Linked DNA regions of Mus musculus: region 1 is linked to region 2. The links are chromatin contacts, called in public HiChIP or PLAC-seq maps. All regions are on one chromosome and are shown on one strand. Each heading gives the region's core, a stretch centred on a gene start, on an enhancer-like site or on the middle of the called end of the contact. The rest is flanking DNA. Distances are from core to core; before and after follow the strand shown. Region 1 overlaps Iqcg (IQ motif containing G). Region 2 overlaps Rubcn (RUN domain and cysteine-rich domain containing, Beclin 1-interacting protein).

Region 1 (3,070 bases), core at 313-2,812, 170 kb before region 2:
GTGATGTGGAGGTGAGAATGCAAAGCCTTGGGGACAGCCTGCTTGGGATGAATTTATTCACTCATCACCAGACACATCCTAACCAGAAGACAACCAGCAGGCACACCAGTCTGAGGACACTGAAGAGCACATGGGGACGGGACATCACTATGCTGTATAAAGAACATCTGTGTTCCACAGGAGAGGGGTGGGTGACTCCCATTTCCAACCCAGGGGACCTGCTTGGTCTGAGAGTAACCAGGCATTAACCTCAGTGATCCCTTAGGACCTGCTGGAACTTAGGGTCCTTATCCTTTCTGCTCCTCTCAAGATGTCCTGGGAAGAGCTAAGCCTTTGACTTTGGGAGTCTCTCCAGCATCCTTGTGAGGCCCTCAGTATCATGCCAGTTGGTGAGAGAGTCGGGTCTTTCTTGTCCAGGTGGTAAATCTGCTCCTTCAGATTCATCCATTATCAACGTCAGCTAGGTAGCACACTGTGGCAACCTGGCAGAGCTAATGGAACAAGCCCTTCCCTGAAGGCTATCCATGCTGGTGGTAGTCAGGAAGCAAAGAGTGAGTGAGCTGGTGGAGAGTGCGAGAAATGTCTCTGTACTTGACCGCATTCCTATGGGGGCCAGGTGTGACCTCCGGGGCATCCTTAAGGTAGGTCCTGACTTCCATGGGAATGGTCCAACCCTGAAAAACCACTTGGTGGCTGACAACGAAGATAAGGTGGTCATGAAGCCAGGAGACCTATGGAGTCTGGAGTGACTTAGACACTGGCTTCTTGAGAGCATTAACTCTGAGTTGACAGTGACTCATGGGGACCCACAGAACAAACCTGTAGCCAGCCCCGGGTCACAGCAGGATTGAGGCAGTCAGATGACAAGTGGAGTCTTTTTTTTTTTTTTTTAAGATTTATTTATTTATTATATGTAAGTACACTGTAGCTGTCTTCAGACACTCCAGAAGAGGGAGTCAGATCCTGTTACAAATGGTTGTGAGCCACCATGTGGTTGCTGGGACCCGAACTTCAGACCTTCGGAAGAGCGGTCGGGTGCTCTTACCCACTGAGCCACCTCACCAGCCCAACAAGTGGAGTCTTAACTTCAGTCACTGCTGCTGTGGGTTTTCGAGTTCTATGGAGCCGAACTGTGGCTACTTCCCAAAGTACTGAGTATATACAGTGGGGAAGACATATTCGGGACAGGTACAAATGTAGGAGCGCCTGGAACTTTCCAACTCCACTGAAAATTAAACCACAGGCTTGCTGTGACCCTGATGACACTGCATAGGTAAGCGCCGCCTTCCAACACCTGACTGAAGCACAGGGCCTTAGATTTGCTGCTTGGTCTGTGCAGAAGCTGCCTGGCCCTTGCACAGTCACGGGGACTGTTGTAACTCCAGCTGCTGCTGCTATTCATAGACTTTGTTGATACACATCTGCAATACAGCTGCTAATCGCTAAACCAATTCGAAAGCTGCTTGCTTTCACCAGCAGGGCCATGTGTGCCTCCTCCTTCCTATACGGGGGCTGCCGATCCTCCAGCTGTCATGTCATGGTCTACAGAGGCATCTGCTTTGACACTCCATATCAGATCTCCTGTTGCATTAATGACACCAGGCTGCTATGCAAGTATGGCAAGTGACTTACAAAGACATCTGTGAATTAGAGCGTGGGATCAGCTTCATTCCTAGTGCCAATTGTGTGTGATTAAAATCCATTTAAATAACACAAATCACACTATCAATTTAAACAGACTTTAACAAAAGGATCATGAGCTATTAATATGGGACAGATTACCAAGAAGGGATAAAGAGAGCTCTGAAGGCTAGCACAGGGCTGACTGCCAGGATCCGAGAAAGGAACCAAGGAGGTGGAAGGAAAGTCTTTCCCATGACTAAGATTCAGGCTCATTAGAGAAAGTGCGTGGTTTCCTGGATGCCAAGAGGTGCTGGGGTTTTGTTTGTTTGTTTGTTGTTGTTTGTTTGTTTTGGATTTTTTTGGATATTGTTCTAATTATGTAGCTCAAGGTGTTCTCTGACTCATCTTGATCCTCCTGCCTCAGCCTCCTGCCTCTTGAGTGCTGGAATTATAGGAGTGTGCACTTAAATGTTTGTCTCCTCCTCCTCCTCCCTTCTGCCCCTTCTCTTCCTCCCTCTCTCCTTTCCTCCTTCTTCAGTCAGATGAATACTCGGTTGTAGAAGGTGGACTTTTTTTATTCATTGAGATTATCTTCCCCTTTAATATGTGGAAGTAAAACAGGGTAGATTTGCTATTGTGTTCTTTACATTCTTGGAGTTAATCTTACCTCGTCATAATGGATATAATGTTGCAGTTGTTAGTTAAATGTTTTGGTCAATGAGTGCCACTGGGTGTCACACAGCTCTAGCAGTGTGACCAGGGAGCCAGAGCACAGTGAGCCTACAGACCTCCTGCCGTGTCCTCTAGCGCCCTCTGCTGACGAAGCTTAGTATTTTGCTAGGTGGCCAAAGGAAACACTTCCAGTCATGCCCAGCCATGCTGAATGAACCTGGAGCTGAGAGGCAGTGACTGGTACCTGACTCAGTGGGATGTTTACCCTGTAGATCACTGGTGAGCACATTTTATCATGTGAAGGAGTTTCTTGTCCAAGTATTCATTTATTTTTGGTGGTGGTGGGAGGACAGCATCTCATAACATAGCCCTGGCTGACCTGGAACTCATCACAGAGACAAAGCTGGCCCCAAACTCAAAGAATTTAGAGTCACCTTCTCAGTGCCAGGATAAAGGTGTGTCGCCACACCCAGCTGAGATGAATTATTTTCATCCATCAATATGATTTTTTGATGATATATTTTTCTCCTCTGTCTATAAAGTAAAATACACTTACTTAAGTTTATTTATTTGACAGTTTGTTTATGTGTATGTGTTTATATCTGCCACATGGAAGCCAGTGGAATATGCCAGAGGGGCTAGAGTTACAGGTGGTTGTGACCGCTCAAACTCAGCAAGACCAGGATAGGCTCCTAACCATTGAGCCATCCCTCCAGTCTCTGTAGAGTTACAGACTGTACTAATCTACCCACTAATGTTGAGTCATCTTTCATTT
Region 2 (3,406 bases), core at 708-3,207:
ACTAGGAACCATTTTTATCAGCCAAGTCATAGTCTCATCTGTATAAATAAGGGTAGTAGTTATAAAGAAGAGCTATAGAACAGTAAATAAGGCAGAGTATAAATTTGTCTTACATAGCTTGTGACATGTAACCAGTGAGGTGCTCGGCAGGTAAAGGCATGTGTCTCCACACCTAACAACCTGAGTCCATTTTCCTCAGACACACTTGACAGAAGAAGAGAACTAACTGCTAATTGTCTCTGACTGCCACATAGACACCATAGCATGTATGTGTGCACAAACGTACAAAATTAATTAATAAAAATTTAAAGTGATTAATAAATTGTTTCCCTGTTGCATATTGTCCTGTGATATATATAATTAAGAACATTGAAATTTTGAAGATAACTTGATTCAGTGAAATCTTATTATCTTCCTTACCACTGGAGATCTTGCAATGCTTTTTAAGAAAATGCCATCCCTTTAATCCCAACACTCGGGAGGCAGAGGCAGTATGATCTCTGTGAGTTCCTGGCCAGCCTGGTCTACAGAGTGAGTTCCAGGACAGCCAGAGCTGCACAGAGAGACTTATCTCAAAAAAACAAAGAAGAAAATGGCATCCATGTTATCTAATTGAAGACCCATTTCTCCCTTGGTTAATAAATGCAGTGCTGTTGACCACCGTCGCTTCTTGATTTGCATGGTATTATCTTATGATGCCACAGGAAGCATTGTCCTGAGTCTGCGACCATTCTTTCAGTTTCTGTACCTGAATTTCTTCTTGGATTAAACATTTTTTAAAAAATGATATTTATTTATTTATGTACATGTATGTGAAGATCAGTGGGCAACTTTCAGGACTCAGATCTGTCCTTCCACCATGTGGGTCCTAGGGATGGAACTCAGATCATTAGATGTAGCCAGTACCCTCACCTGCTGAGCCATGTCCCTTGCCCATTACAGGGTTCTAAAGATAGAGTCATTGTGTGTACTCTTGTGCCCCCCACCCCACCCCCATTTCCTTGAAGCAGTCTCTTGTCACCCATGCACCTTGACACTCAGCTCAGCCCTCGGCGCTGAGCTCCAGCTCTGAACCTGCTGTCTCCCTCACACTATCCTGTGCCTGGCTGCCCCACCCAACAAGCAGGGTGCAGCTAAATATATTATCTCTCAGGAGACTGCATCCCATCTTGGTGTTCTTTATGTTCATTTGTAGCACTGAACTACCCAGTGTTCCATTCACAAGTTTGGGATTCATGCCAGAATGTTTTGTTAAAAACAAAGTGCAAGTTTCCCAGGCTGGTGACCAAAATAGCTACCAGATTAGTGGTGCTGTCATTCAGTGGTTAAACTGCTTGTGCCTTGATAACAAAGGTTCTTTTCTTGGCCCTGTTACTAATTTTACATTGTCACATAGTAACATAACCAGATTACATGATGGTTTCACCATCTGTACCACAAAGGGAGAAATGTTGATGAGACTCTCAAATAAAACAAGCTTACAGATGCAGAATGGTGTTAGCTTATCTTTCTAGAATTTTTTCCAAGTGCTGGGACTAAAGGCGTGCGCCACCAACGCCCAGCTCTTTTTAGAATTCTTAAAAAAAAAAAAAAAAACTAGCACGAAAGCTATCCTATAGAAGCCCCCCCCCTTCAGAAGGAAGCAATTTAAGAATGTATGCGAGCACTTACAACACTAGCATCAGTAAGTGGGAGCAGACACACGTGCAGCATGGACAGGCGCTTAGTCCACAGAGGCTCCAAGAGGAAAGGGCCCGAAACAGAAGCTGCACGTCAGTTTTATTGTGGCCCTGTGCCTTGTTAAGGTCTAAGAGTTAAAGACAGCATCAGACTTGTTTTTCCCCTGTTGTTTCCTTCCAGAAAATTTAGTGCTTTCAAAGGTTTCAGCCTGCTGTGTCATCAGGAAGCTATTCTGGGTGCTGTGCCCTTGGAAAGAGGAAGGGACACATGATTCCCGTTGGTCATTTCTCCTCTTTGTTTTCAAAAGGATGTGCTATGGACGTGAGCTGTGGTTTGTTTTAATCACTTGGGGACCCCGGGAAGCTGTAATGGCATGACTGTAGTCTTAGCGGGATCTCGTCGTTGCCAGCTGCATCTGGGCCACCTTTACTGAGGCCAGGTGTATTGATAACATCTCTGTTCTGCTGCTTATGAATGTGGAGACAGTTCCTGAGATGGCTCAGCTAAGGTGAAAGGGCCCCTCCCCTACCACAAGAAGAAACTGCTTTAGCAGTGTAGATGGCCCAATTAAAATGATTTACTTTTTATGTGTATATTGTCTACATGTATGTATACCATGTGTGTGCCTGGTGCCCATGGAAGCCAGAAGAGGGCATTGGATGCCCTGGAACTGAAGTTACAGGTAGTTGTGGGCCACATGTGAATGCTGGTATCTGTCCTGTGCAAGAGCAGTCTGTACTCTTAACCTCAGAGCCATATCTCTCTAGCCTAAGGTAGCTTGATTTTGTTGAAGCCACCCCTCCACAAAAATACCCAATAGGGTTTCTCTGTATATAGCCCTGGTTGTCCTGGAACTCAGTCTGTAGACCAGGCTGGCCTCTGCTTTCCAAGTACTAGGATTAAAGTTGTGTGCCCCTGTGCCCAGCTCATAATACATTCCTTACTTGTTCACACTTTAACATATACCATAAAGACTCAGAAAAATAAACTCACCCATAAACTTAATAACAAGTAATAATATCACTTTTATCATTCTTTTGGATGTTCTTTATTTTATTTTATTTTATTTTTCTGTATATTTAAATTCTTATATTTAAAAGATAATTTTATGCCTTTTAAAATAGTTAAGATTGTACCATGTGTGTCACTTGGTAACCTACTTTAAAATGTTTAATTTTTGACTATATAATACACTTTACATGGTTACATGGCTAAAAAAGAATTTTTTAAGGTTCATTTATTATTATATCTAATAACACTGTAGCTGTCTTTAGATGCACCAGAAGAGGGAGTCAGATCTCATTACAGATGGTTGTGAGCCACCATGTGGTTGCTGGGATTTGAACTCAGGACCTTCAGAGGAGCAGTCAGTACTCTTAACCACTGAGCCATTCCTCTAGCCCTAAAAAACTTAAGAGTATAAAAAAATATAGTGAAGCCGGGCATAGTGGCGCACGCCTTTAATCCCAGCACTCGGGAGGCAGAGGCAGGCGGATTTCTGAGTTCGAGGCCAGCTTGGTCTATAAAGTGAGTTCCAGGTCAGCCAGGGCTACACAGAGAAACCCTGTCTCGAAAAACAAACAAACAAACAAATAGTAAAAAGTCTCTCATTATCTTCTGATCCTGTAAGTTACTACTTTTTACTAGCTTCCTTCCAGAGTGTGTGTACTTACAAAAGTAATACAAATAACTTCTTTTTGTGTGTCCTTATTGTTTGCTTTTGTTT

Evidence for each region. HiChIP or PLAC-seq counts read pairs in DNA pulled down with a chosen protein or histone mark.
Region 1: a contact with region 2 is called in an H3K27ac HiChIP or PLAC-seq map of T-cell acute lymphoblastic leukemia, with 4 times the contacts expected there. The contact joins two enhancer-like sites. A contact is called at or near these places in 9 of 115 datasets of contacts at active chromatin or transcription factors (the 230-238 cell line, the SCID.adh cell line, T-cell acute lymphoblastic leukemia and 4 more) and 1 of 9 other capture datasets (adipose tissue).

The regions. Positions count from the first base shown.
Region 1 is chr16:33,023,348-33,026,417 of GRCm38.p6, reverse strand. The region is part of intron 8 of Iqcg (IQ motif containing G); the gene reads left to right. Among named protein-coding and RNA genes, the nearest start is that of Iqcg, 31 kb to the left of the region's middle. Within about 2 kb of position 1,562, at least 31 of the 459 cell types and tissues checked have an H3K27ac peak or open chromatin away from gene starts, as enhancers often do. A contact at or near this core is called in the SCID.adh cell line and T-cell acute lymphoblastic leukemia, where this site is marked.
Region 2 is chr16:32,852,157-32,855,562 of GRCm38.p6, reverse strand. All of the region lies in intron 2 of Rubcn (RUN domain and cysteine-rich domain containing, Beclin 1-interacting protein), which reads left to right. Among named protein-coding and RNA genes, the nearest start is that of Rubcn, 15 kb to the left of the region's middle. RefSeq lists an enhancer at 1-3,406. Within about 2 kb of position 1,957, at least 64 of the 459 cell types and tissues checked have an H3K27ac peak or open chromatin away from gene starts, as enhancers often do. A contact at or near this core is called in the SCID.adh cell line and T-cell acute lymphoblastic leukemia, where this site is marked.